4 separate regions of the Sus scrofa genome follow, and regions 1, 2 and 3 are each linked to region 4. The links are chromatin contacts, called in public Hi-C and HiChIP or PLAC-seq maps. All regions are on one chromosome and are shown on one strand. Each heading gives the region's core, a stretch centred on a gene start, on an enhancer-like site or on the middle of the called end of the contact. The rest is flanking DNA. Distances are from core to core; before and after follow the strand shown.

The links. A called contact is a pair of places that touch in the nucleus more often than the background predicts. HiChIP or PLAC-seq counts read pairs in DNA pulled down with a chosen protein or histone mark.
Region 1: an H3K27ac HiChIP or PLAC-seq map of alveolar macrophages shows a contact between it and region 4. The contact joins two enhancer-like sites. A contact is called at or near these places in 6 of 47 Hi-C or Micro-C datasets (embryonic fibroblasts, fetal heart ventricle, fetal skeletal muscle and 1 more) and 2 of 2 datasets of contacts at active chromatin or transcription factors (alveolar macrophages and skeletal muscle).
Region 2: a contact with region 4 is called in a Hi-C map of liver, with 2.0 times the contacts expected there. The contact joins two enhancer-like sites. A contact is called at or near these places in 3 of 47 Hi-C or Micro-C datasets (embryonic fibroblasts, liver and skeletal muscle) and 1 of 2 datasets of contacts at active chromatin or transcription factors (alveolar macrophages).
Region 3: a contact with region 4 is called in an H3K27ac HiChIP or PLAC-seq map of alveolar macrophages. The contact joins the promoter of FNDC3B here to the enhancer-like site in region 4. A contact is called at or near these places in 2 of 5 promoter capture datasets (fetal liver and liver), 9 of 47 Hi-C or Micro-C datasets (embryonic fibroblasts, fetal heart ventricle, fetal skeletal muscle and 3 more) and 2 of 2 datasets of contacts at active chromatin or transcription factors (alveolar macrophages and skeletal muscle).

The regions. Positions count from the first base shown.
Region 1 is chr13:110,605,442-110,608,181 of Sscrofa11.1, reverse strand. The region is part of intron 1 of FNDC3B (fibronectin type III domain-containing protein 3B); the gene reads right to left. Among named protein-coding and RNA genes, the nearest start is that of FNDC3B, 19 kb to the right of the region's middle. Within about 2 kb of position 1,436, at least 14 of the 83 cell types and tissues checked have an H3K27ac peak or open chromatin away from gene starts, as enhancers often do. A contact at or near this core is called in alveolar macrophages, where this site is marked.
Region 2 is chr13:110,528,168-110,530,982 of Sscrofa11.1, reverse strand. No RefSeq gene overlaps it. Among named protein-coding and RNA genes, the nearest start is that of FNDC3B, 58 kb to the left of the region's middle. Within about 2 kb of position 1,407, at least 21 of the 83 cell types and tissues checked have an H3K27ac peak or open chromatin away from gene starts, as enhancers often do. A contact at or near this core is called in alveolar macrophages and liver, where this site is marked.
Region 3 is chr13:110,586,171-110,588,870 of Sscrofa11.1, reverse strand. FNDC3B (fibronectin type III domain-containing protein 3B) reads right to left here and starts at 1,407. Exons shown (of 26, transcript XM_021069801.1): 1 at 1,191-1,407.
Region 4 is chr13:110,871,596-110,874,303 of Sscrofa11.1, reverse strand. It overlaps FNDC3B (fibronectin type III domain-containing protein 3B), which reads right to left. Exons shown (of 26, transcript XM_021069801.1): 14 at 2,044-2,130; 15 at 588-726. Among named protein-coding and RNA genes, the nearest start is that of GHSR, 120 kb to the left of the region's middle. Within about 2 kb of position 1,428, at least 2 of the 83 cell types and tissues checked have an H3K27ac peak or open chromatin away from gene starts, as enhancers often do. A contact at or near this core is called in alveolar macrophages and liver, where this site is marked.

The DNA.
Region 1 (2,740 bases), core at 187-2,686, 270 kb after region 4:
ATTAGTTACTCCATTACTTAAGATTACATTTTCTTAGTGATATACAGGCTTCAGGAAATAAGTAATGGAAATAAAAATGAAAGGAGGATGAATGAATGAATGAACAGTTAGGCAAAGTCAGAAAATACCTTAAAATACTATATATAAAATCAGCTCTGCTAAAATTGCGAAATATCAATTATAATGCTTGAAGAATCATCAAATGGTGATAAAGAGAAAAATTCCACTTTCAGGAAGAAAAGTAGATGATTGGGAATTAATAGACAGGTAACAGGGATGGACAAATGGATGGTATTAAGTAGGCAACTTGCCAACTCCAGGAAAGAAAAAGAACAAATTTATAAACAGCCTGCAAGGGAGGATGGGGAAGGGAGAGAGCAGAAGGTGAACTCTTCCTGGTCATGCCAACAGGGCACCAGCTTCAGGACACCTCCTTTATTGCATGCATAAGAAACTGTTAAGGAGTTTCCGTCGTGGCTCAGTGGTTAAAGAATCTAGCTCCATGAGGACACAGGTTTGACCCCTGACCTTGCTTAGTGGGTTAAGGATCTGACGTTGCCATGAGCTGTGGTGTAGGTTAAAGATTTGGCCTGGATCCTGCATTGCTGTGGTTGTGGTGTAGGCCAGCAGCTACAGCTCCACTATGACCCCTAGCCTTGGAACCTCCATATGCTGCAGGTGTGGCCCTAAAAAGCAAAAAAAAAAAAAAAGGAAAGAAACTGTTAAAAAGGAAGTAAAACTGCATAGACTTAATCTCACTACCAGCCTGACGACCTCAGGCAACCACTTTTCTTAGTACCTCTAGACAGGCAGCCATTCTGACAAGTAAAATAAATTATGGTTTTTGCTAAGTGTCCCCCAGTAACCTGATTCATGCATCATGTGTAAGTTTGTGGATCCAAATGTTTAATTCTGGAGGGGAAAAAAAAAAAAAAGATCAGAGACCTCTTTGGTTTCTTGCTCCGACTTAGCTAAGATTGTGTAACTTGTACAAACATAACCATTTCCTGCCCACTGAACAAAGCAATTAATGGACTGGGCATAGTTTCTGGGATGATTTAAGGGAAGAAATCAACCTGGCCATGTCTCACTGCAGTTCATTTTAAAAAAACAAGAGACGGGAAAATATAGATTATCATTATTTTGTTGAATAGCGATCATTCTTTACATAACTTTCCAAAACTTTCATCCCACAAACTAGCTATAACTGACACACTGGAAAAGAATTTGCCTCAAAATGACACTAAGACAATACTTCTACCATCCACAACTTCAATTCATTACTAAAAAGGTGTAGACTGTCGTTTGGAAGAAAAAATTAAAACTGATAAAGCTTTATGAAGTTAGAGGCTTCCAGCATTTATATAAGATGGGCTCTACAGAAGAAGAAGTATTAAAAAAGAAGGAAGGGAAAGAGGAAGAAAAGCAGCCTTGGCTCCCAATGACTTCCCAGGGCTGGTTCCAAGACCTCACGAGGTCCAGGGACTGCCCTCATTTCCAATGACTCCAAACTTTTTTTCTTTGCTTAAGCTACTTTAAGTGTTTCTGTTACTTGCAAGACAAACAGTTCTTCACTATTACTGAACACCAAAAATCTTTGGATCTTCACATATTTTCAGGTATCTCAGTTACTTTAAGCTGAAAATGATGCCACATTTCTTCCAAGAATTGGAACAGTATTTTAAAATGAAAATCCAACAGCTTTTTTTCATGGTTCAAACACACTGGTATCTCAGTGTCAAAAAAACACTATGTTTTGCTCAGTCATTAAGTCATTTATTCAATAAACACTGAGCACTTATTGTTTGCCACTGTATAAAGGGAAAAGGAAATACCACATTTAAATCAACTGTGCTTCAATTGGAGAAGAGAGAGAAGAGGAGAGACAAGGTCCCTGCCCTGGTGGAATTTCTATAATAGTGGAGAGATGAAGAGGAATTATAAGTCTCCCTGTTCCACTTGCTGCTATATCTTTACAGTTAGACACCAACCAATACTGGTTCTGACTGAACGGAAGGCTCCCAAGCTCCAAGTATTGGTTTATGCAACTCCTACAATTTTCTACTTCTAAAGGAGAAATGGAAAGCGTGGAGTGGGCCACCAGGCTTTGCTCTCACTGAAGTGAATAATCAGCCTCATCACCTGGGGGACACCTAGGAAAACCTGAGTGTGGAGCCAGCACATAAATATACCTTATCCTCTGCCTGTCCTTCACCACCAATTCTCATCTGAAGGCACCTACAACTGTGAACATCCCACCCCCTGCCCCAGGGGAAGGGGACTGACCGACATCTAAAAGAATAATCTATCATTTCAAAAGAAATCTACCATCTTCCATTACTTCTACTGATTCAGAGGTTCATGACAAGATTGAGTCATAAGAATCCTGAGAGAACATTAGAAAATTAAATGTCAGCTGGTTCAAGGAGAGGGTTCACTGTTCACTATGAGAGTCCTCTCCTCATGATGGGAGAGCATTCTGCAAAAAAACAAGTATTTAATAAACACCAGTCAGTTGAGGTCCAAGCCCTCTCAAGCTAATAGGAACTGACCACCTGGCTAAATCTTACTGTTCTCACAAATCCAAATGATGTATTCCTCAAAGCTGAAGGCTAGAAGATTTAGGTCAAAAGATGCCGAACTAGTTTGAAACATTTCAAAATGAAGACTCACTAGCCATATCATTCAAAGGAACAATACTACAAATAAGTGATATATGCTCTCTATTTGCCTAAAAGTT
Region 2 (2,815 bases), core at 158-2,657, 340 kb after region 4:
GGAGAGGGTGATATCTGCACTGTGAGGATCAGGGAAAGGAGATAGTAGAAGAACATTCTTTTAGAGGCATTTCATGGAAAACAGGAGCAATGGTGGCAGGAATAGCAGTGTTAGGCAAGAAGTTCTAGAAGAAACTGCCTTACTTAAGACCAAGCAGCACTAGTTATGTGGAGAGACTGATGGTGCTGATTTGTACAGCAAGGGGAGTTCATGTTTACCTCCATATCTCACACTGCACAGTTCCAGGAGGCACCCCTCACATGTAGTTCATGCAAATGGGGTTGTGTTCCAGGAGTGAGAGTCACATAGATACTACTCCAGCCATCCAGAAAGTGTTCTCCATTGCACAATTCCAGAATGACCCTCCAACCCCCCTGAAATAGTACAACAAGGAGTACTGTCTACTACAGAGATAAACATCTTGAGTTTTGGTGTTAGGATTCTTTTGGTTTCAAATAGAAACTCAACTCAAATAGCTTAAACAATAGAGGTGATGCATTGGCTAAGTCCTGTGCATTCCAGGGACGGAGCTGGCCTCTGTTTCTCTCTCTTGGTATTGCCTTCCTCCAGGTGTTAGTATCATTATCTCCTGTTTCTGGGTTTCCCTGTGCTTTATGTATGTGATGGGGACAGAAAGGGGTGTGTGTGCATTGTTTGTGTGGTGATATTTTTTTGGCAACCCCTTCCCCTTCTCAGAACCACATGAAAAAGTAGAGAAAAGCAGTTCAGTCCAGAGAAGGGATTATTGTTATCTTCCAAATCATGGAGGATGTGAAGACTATAAATAAAATGTCCACAAGCAGACTTGAATAGGGTTGCTGGTAGGTCATCCATTATCACTTCTGTTAAGCTGTGTGTTAAAAATTACTTCCTTAAGACATTTTTTTCTTCCTTGTTGAAGTAATTCCATTATATTTTTAAAGAAACCCAACATGAAATGTTCTGCTTAAAAAAAACTTCTTTCAAGGTCAATTTACAGCCTTAATTAATATTGATTGGTGAGTGATTATGCAATAATCCTAGAAATGAATATTACTGGATTAGGTTATAATGAGTATTTCATAGACAAAGTCAATACATGAAGTATGTTTTCAGTCTTTGTCATCTGGTTCTAGTCTTTGTTTGGCAACAGGATTTTATACGTGGCTCTGCTAGTGCAGCCAAAAACCTTGCATACTTCACAACTTGCCACTCTTCAAAGATTTAGTTAGAGACTGAAGCTTATAGCACATGCTGCTGGATTAAGCATCTAAAGTGAGAGTCTCATGGGCCTAAAATATCTCTTGTACCCACACATTTCCTGGTAGGCCAAACTTCACAAAATAAACATAGATGACCTCTCATCTATCCAGTCTTCCGGAAAGTTTAGAAATGATGCAACCTTTTGGCAATATGACATGACACATTGCTTTACTTGTGCAGAGCATGAACTTCCTTCATTCTGCACAACCCCAGACAAACAAGCATTTACATTAGCACAGCCCCAGATTCTGAAACAAAATCTCATCGACTTTAACAAAACGAGACATTAAATAAATGGTCTTGCTTGGGGAAGAATGAGTCAACATGTGACAACAGGGGAAGTCTTGTGGTTGCTTCATAGTGACATCCAAGACATTTGAGAAAGTAGAAGCTGGTTTTTCTGTCAATACCTTGGTTTCCTTTCCTTTCTTGTCCCCCCACTCCCGCAGGAATAACAATGTCTGGAATCAATATAGGGCTCTTCTTCTGAGAGGCTGAGTATTTTCCCACACGTGGAGCAGGCTGGCTTGTCTCTCCCTTTGTGGGAGAGTGTGAGTTCCTACTTCTCTGCCTGCCTCACTTGTCTCTCTACAGTTAGCCTAGCTCTCAATTCAATTTCCCTTTCTGGGGTGGCTTATTCTGGTTTCTTTTATTCAATAAATACAAACAAATCTTTGAATCTTAATTAGTGTGCTATGTGCCTCTTTCAACCTCTTGTGCTGATTCTGTGTACTTTATGCCATCTCCAAGATGGAAAAGATGTACCCTATTTTTTCCCAGGGGGGTTCATTTTGTTTTGTTTGGAAAGAGTTTCTTTCCCCTGAAATTGCCTGATTCCTCTGTTTTCTATACTCCCAAGAGATAACCCATGCTTAGAAGTGTCACGGTGTCACTCGTGGTACATAACTAGGCACAACCTGATTAAAGAATTCTGAACAAAGAAGTGATTTCAAACTATTTTACTTACAAAGTACCTCACACTCAGTTCCCAACCTCTGTCTCTAGCCTGTTACTCCTTATAGTATATCCCTTATGACAGTACTTCTCAAACTTTACGAAGTGAAGAACACACTGTTTTCATTTCCCATCTGCTGGATCCTGTGGTGCAGGACTAGTGTGTAGCTTGGGCGACAGGCCACCTGCCACAGGAGCTTGACCACTTTTGGTTTATATCCTGTCCAAAGGCTGGAGGCCACCAACCATGTCATGTCAGCTTGCTAACTTTTCTACAGTGTACTCTCAGTTTCTTTTCTTATCTTGTCACAGATCTTAACAAACAATTCACTGCCCACTGACGACACTTGGAGTAGCACAGCCATTGTACCAGATTCTTACCATTTTTTAGAACAAAGCTTGATTGGTATTGCTTTTTAACTTTGACCCTAGGTATTCCCTCAGGTGGAGTGCCCTGGTTCCCCTTGCCTTGCCTGGCTTATCCCTATTTGTCTTTGAGGGCCCACTTAAAAAAAATTTTTTTAATTGAGAAATAATTTTTTTAACTCACCATTTTAATGTGTAAAATTCAGTGGTTTTTAGTACATCCACAATGTTGTGCAACTGTCACCACTACCTA
Region 3 (2,700 bases), core at 158-2,657, 290 kb after region 4:
CTCCTGGAAGCCTCCCGCCAACGGCGCCGCCAGGCAGCCCAGCCCCGTCTCCAGGGACACTGGGCCCGGGTGCTCCGGATCCCACCGGGCGCCCAGACCGGACCTTTGGGAAACTTCGCGGGCATAGCCGGAGGCCCCACTTTCGCCCAGAATGACAGGCCCTTCCCACGCCGGCAGGCCCCCGCCGCGCCGAGAGCACCAGACGGTCCGCGCACCCCTCCCGGCCGCCTCGGGGCGCGGATTCCTCCCGCCCGCCCCACCCCCGGCCCGGGCGCCCCTTGGGGTGACCCACTGACCGGAGCTACGCTGGCCCACACACCGGGTCGCCCGCTCCTTCCCGCCGTGCCCCACTCCCCCGCCCGAGCTTCCAGCCTCTAGGCTCGCCGAGTCCAGCCGCGGCCGCCGGTTACCGCCCCCAGCCCGGGGGGAGCCCGGGGGGCAGGACGGGGAGGGAGGACGTGGCGCGCACTGAGGTGGCCAGCGGCTAGGCGGGGAGTGTCCCGGGGAGGCCTGGCCTGGGCGGGGGGCCGGTGCGGGCTCGGGACCCTCCCTGTGTGCATCCAAGGGTCGGAGGTCCTGGCCCGCCCCGCCTGGCGCAGAGAGGCGGCCCCAACTTCTAGCCCCTCTTTGCACGCCCGCCCTCCTCCCTTTACCATATGGAAATCTACAGCCTCAGAAAGTGACACGTCGAAGATTCCTCGGCCTCTCCGCCCGCCCTCCCCCTCCTGGGCAGCGTTCCTGCCGCGGAGATTCCGGGAGGGGGAGCGGATTCCTCGGACAAAATCTGCTGGGAAGGCTGGGGAGGGCGAGGGGGGGAGGGAAAGCCCGGGAGCCACTGCCCAGATATTTTTTCCCCGATCAAGAAGAATCTACCCGTTTCTTTCCTTCCTCCAAGCCTTCACCAGCTGGGGGGACGAGCGGGGACCCGGAGCCCAGTAAGACGCGGCCCCAAAGGGGAGGCCGACCCCCTCCTGGGCCCCGTGTTCCCGGGGTGCCCAGAGGAGCGCGGGGCGCTCAGGCACTCTGGCGCCAAGTTTTCTCGGGAAGTCTGGCGCGCCCGGAGCGCTCCGGGACAGGCAAGCACTTTGGCGGACTCAGCGTCCGGCTGGGGCTTTCCAGCGCGCTGGGACCCCAGCGGCTGAGACGCGGGGTCCGGATCCCCTCCAGTCTCCTGCTCCTGCACGCCTTACCTTCCCTCGGGCTGAAACGCGGGGCTCCGGGCGCGCCACACACCGGGTCTACCACGCCTTCCCAGCCGCCAGCCCCGAGGATCCCTGCCGCCCCTTTGCTGCTCCCGCCGCCGCCGCCGCCACCGCTCTCCTCCGCCTCCGGCCGCAGCCGCCGCTCAAATAACTACCAGGAGGGTTAGATGGGGGATTCCGCCATGTCAATGATGTCGGGACCACATGGGGATTTGAGGCCCGCCCACTGCCGTAATCTGCCGAGTATAACCGCCGTTTTAAGTAAAGATTCGCAGGAACTATGGGATCCTCCTTCCCCACTAGGCCTGCATAACTATCCTAAAACTCTTTTTGGTTCAGCCAGAATAACGTAAAGGCTTAGGGAACGAGCAACTCCTGAAAGGCGAAGACTTCATGTTCTGCAAATGATTGCAACATCAATATAAATGCAGTGTCTGCTAAGTAATAATCAGAGTTGAGACTGACATTTTTTCATGTATTAACTTTTTTAAAAATCCCCACAACCTTGTGAGCTATTTTGTCACCTCCCTTCTCTGTTTCCCATAGAACTTTGTTCATATGGTTTATACAGCGTGAACAGATTATATCAAAGTTCAGTACCCAATATGCGCTCACAAGAGCAGAGACTCTTTATTCATATCTGTATTTCTGTATCAAACATAGAACAACGCGAAGGCCACAACAGCTTTCATTAAGTAATTGCTAAGTTTATATTAAGTCAAATGTCATGTCTCAGAAATTCCTGCCCTGGCTCAGTGGAAACTAATCTGGTTAGCATCTATGAGAAGGCAGGTTCCATCCCTGGCCTCGCTTAGTGGGTTAAGGATCTGGCAACGCGGTGAACATGATGTAAGTTGCCGACATGGCTCAGATCTGGCGTTGCCGTCGCAGAGGCGGGCAGCTACAGCTTCGATTCACCCCTAGCCTGGGAACCTCCATAGGCTGCAGGTGCGGCCCGAAGAAAGAAAAAAGAACAAAAAAAGTCATGTATCCTGTCGTACAGACTCAAAATGGTTATCAGACTGCATCCCATCCCACCTTTCAAATTATCCAGGGAAACAAGTAGAAGTTATCCCAGAGAGGCCACCTTCCTTTTTAGCTTCCCAGGTATTCGAAATAATCACATTTAGCCTCAATTGTTAGCCTACAAAGCAGAAGTAGGTAGTAACCAGGAGGCAACCTATTACTCTCATTGACCTAAAAAATATATAACAACCATTTATCAAATAAAGTTATTGTACAAAGTACTGCATTAAAGCCAGAAGAATATAAAAGAATACTGAGAAATAGCTCCTTTCCCTGTGGAATTTGCAATTCTTTTTTGGAGATGAGGGGGATAATGGCAAATCCAGACAAGTGGGGTCCTCCCTGGCTTATAAATCCTAACCAGCTTCTTTCCCCAAATATTCGCAAAGGGTGTCTTGAAGCCATCTTTCTAGAACATGGTTCCAATCCTAGGTCATAGTTCTGCATTGGAAGAGTTGTGGGGAAGCAGAGG
Region 4 (2,708 bases), core at 179-2,678:
TGGCAGTCATTTCACTGAAGTAATTCACACAGCAAGTGAGCCACAATATCCTTCTACCAGATACCCACATATACCACATGATGAACTTCAATGTGAAAAATTCCTGAAGTTTATGACTCTTGATAAGATGACAACAACAGCAAAAACTAAAGTTTTCCTAATTCATAGTAACTTAAAAATTCTGTATGTCACAATTTAATTCAGAGGACATACCTAAATTTTGACATTTATTTTCAATATTAACTTTATAAATCAGTTTTTATATGAAATATTGCTACTTTTTGAGGGCAAGCCATTGGAGAATGAAAGACATATTCAGAAATTACCACATTCAAATCAGTAATACATTCCAAATTTAGGAGGAAAAAATATAATCAGAAAAATCATAAAGTTAATGAAAAGCTCTTAAAATGGTCAATTTTACCAGTTTGTGGAATTCTTAGGATGTTTCTCATATAGCTATTCCAAATGTATAGAACTCCCTTAAGTAATATGGTTTGCTGTTTATTGGTCTGTCACTATGGAAATTAGTAAGTTTTTAAAAAATCTGTCAAAAAAGCGTCAGTATGAGCACCAACAAAACATACCCCATTTGACACTAAAGCCATGAGATGTAACTGGTCCTTTAATGAGGGGTCTTGTAGGAGGTCCAGGCCTGTCAGGACTCGTTGTACATACCAAAACTTCACTTGGGCAGCTTTTCCCTTCCATATTAGAAGCAGTCAGCTACAACACAACCAAGGAAACAATATACTTTAGATACCAGGTATTAAACCAGTGGTATTAAACTTTCCACATGGAAGATCAGGGTATCCATAAACTCACACAGACAGACATTCTCTCTCAATCTCAAACCACTAATTTATAAGTGTTTCTTTAATGGGGTACTTATTTTCTATATAGTTTTGCTATTAACAACTAAAAACAAAATAAGGTAGGTATTAGCTAAAGACATTTTTTACCCTTTCAAGAGGACAAAACAAAACCAGTATGTCACCACCTGGTTCATAGTGTTTTGTGGAAGGGAAATATGGGGGAAAAGGCAGACAAAAATAACCTCGCTTATTTAAGCATAGGGCAACGCCACCTTGTGGACAAATGCTAGCAATGTATCTATGTTCTCATAGCCAGTATCAAATAACAAGGGTTTTCTAAAATATCCAAAAACTATCATTTTCCTCTAATAGTCACACATTCCACTCGATAATATAACAATTATTTATTGAGTGACTATTGCATATCAAATAACACCATTTGGCACAAAAGTTAAGAGAAGGAATGGTGGAATCAGAAGACAACCACATCTCTTCAAAATGCAGTGTTGCACTAGAAAATACAGTGCTGCGCTAGGATCACTAAACACTACAGCAGCACAGAAGGCAGCCTGCTGTTTCCTCTCTCTTAAAGATTGCAAAATTGTCTTGGGCAACAACACAAAGTCCCATGGTGACATTAATGGTGACTGTTGATGACAAAAGCAGAGCCCGAGGGGGGAGGAGGTGGGTAACAGCAAAGAAAAAGAGAAACAGGTGAGAAAAGAAAATGGGCATAAGAGCAAAGGAAAATGAAGAATAAAAGGGAAGTCTGATTAAAGTGAGAAATTCTGGAGAGAAAGGTATGAAGTGCAGGTGAGAGAGGTGTGCTGGGCACCTGGTTTGGGTCTTCATCCATGTTGTAGTGCACATTACAGCTGCACTTTGTTACAGCTTTTCTTTCTCAAAAGTGGATTTTAAAATTAAAGTATGGGAGTTCCCTGGTGGCACAGTGTGTTAAGGATCGGCATTGGTGTAGCTGTGGCGCAAGCTGCAACTGTGGTGCATGTTCGATCCCTGACCCAGACTTCCACATGTCTTGGGGTGAGGCCAATAAATAAATAAAACAGAATAAAAGTGTGATGTGTATTTTACACATATTATTATAAAAGTGTAAAGTGTAGCAAACTTGAGAAATTTTTAACTTGTAGAGTCGATTTAAAATGGCATGGGGTGAAACGTAAAACAGCTTCATTTTTAAGCAGTGCAGGTAACAAAATGACTGACTCACCCTGAATTTATACTGTGTGCTTCTTTTGAGATTTTTCACAGTACAGGTTAAGTCCTCTCCAGTGTATTTTGGGTGGAAAAGGTTATCCTGAAAAGGCAAAGCCAGAAAGAAACATCAGTACCATAAAGTCCAGGCCTTAAATACTTTGTATGTATAATTTTTATATTGCCTCCTTCTATCATCACCAGTGGGCCAGAAGTCTGATTCTTTAAAAGTGAAAATGTAACTCTATCACATTATAATTTATTCTGGATCTGGGCAACTTTATTGTGAGACTAACACTAATTTGAATGAGAACAATGCTCTCTCTTTGAGAGAATGTCAGTTTGCTTTGGAATAGGTACCACCATATGCTTTTCTCACAGAGTAAACTTTTTCTGGTTACTCAATAAGCATTTTAAACAAAGAATTTAACCACTAGATTGATGAAGCAGTATATACTTAAAAAATTATTTAACAATGTTGTCATGAAGGTCTTCCTGCACTGAGGTCCTCACTGTTGAGCTCCAACATGCTATGCAGGAGTTTCTGTCGTGGTTTGGTGAAAACAAATCTGACTAGTATTTGTGAGGAGGGTTCGATCCCTGGCCTGCTCAGTGGGTTAAGGATCTGGTGTTGCTGTGAGCTGTGGTGTAGGTCGCAGATGTGGCTCGGATCTGGCGTTG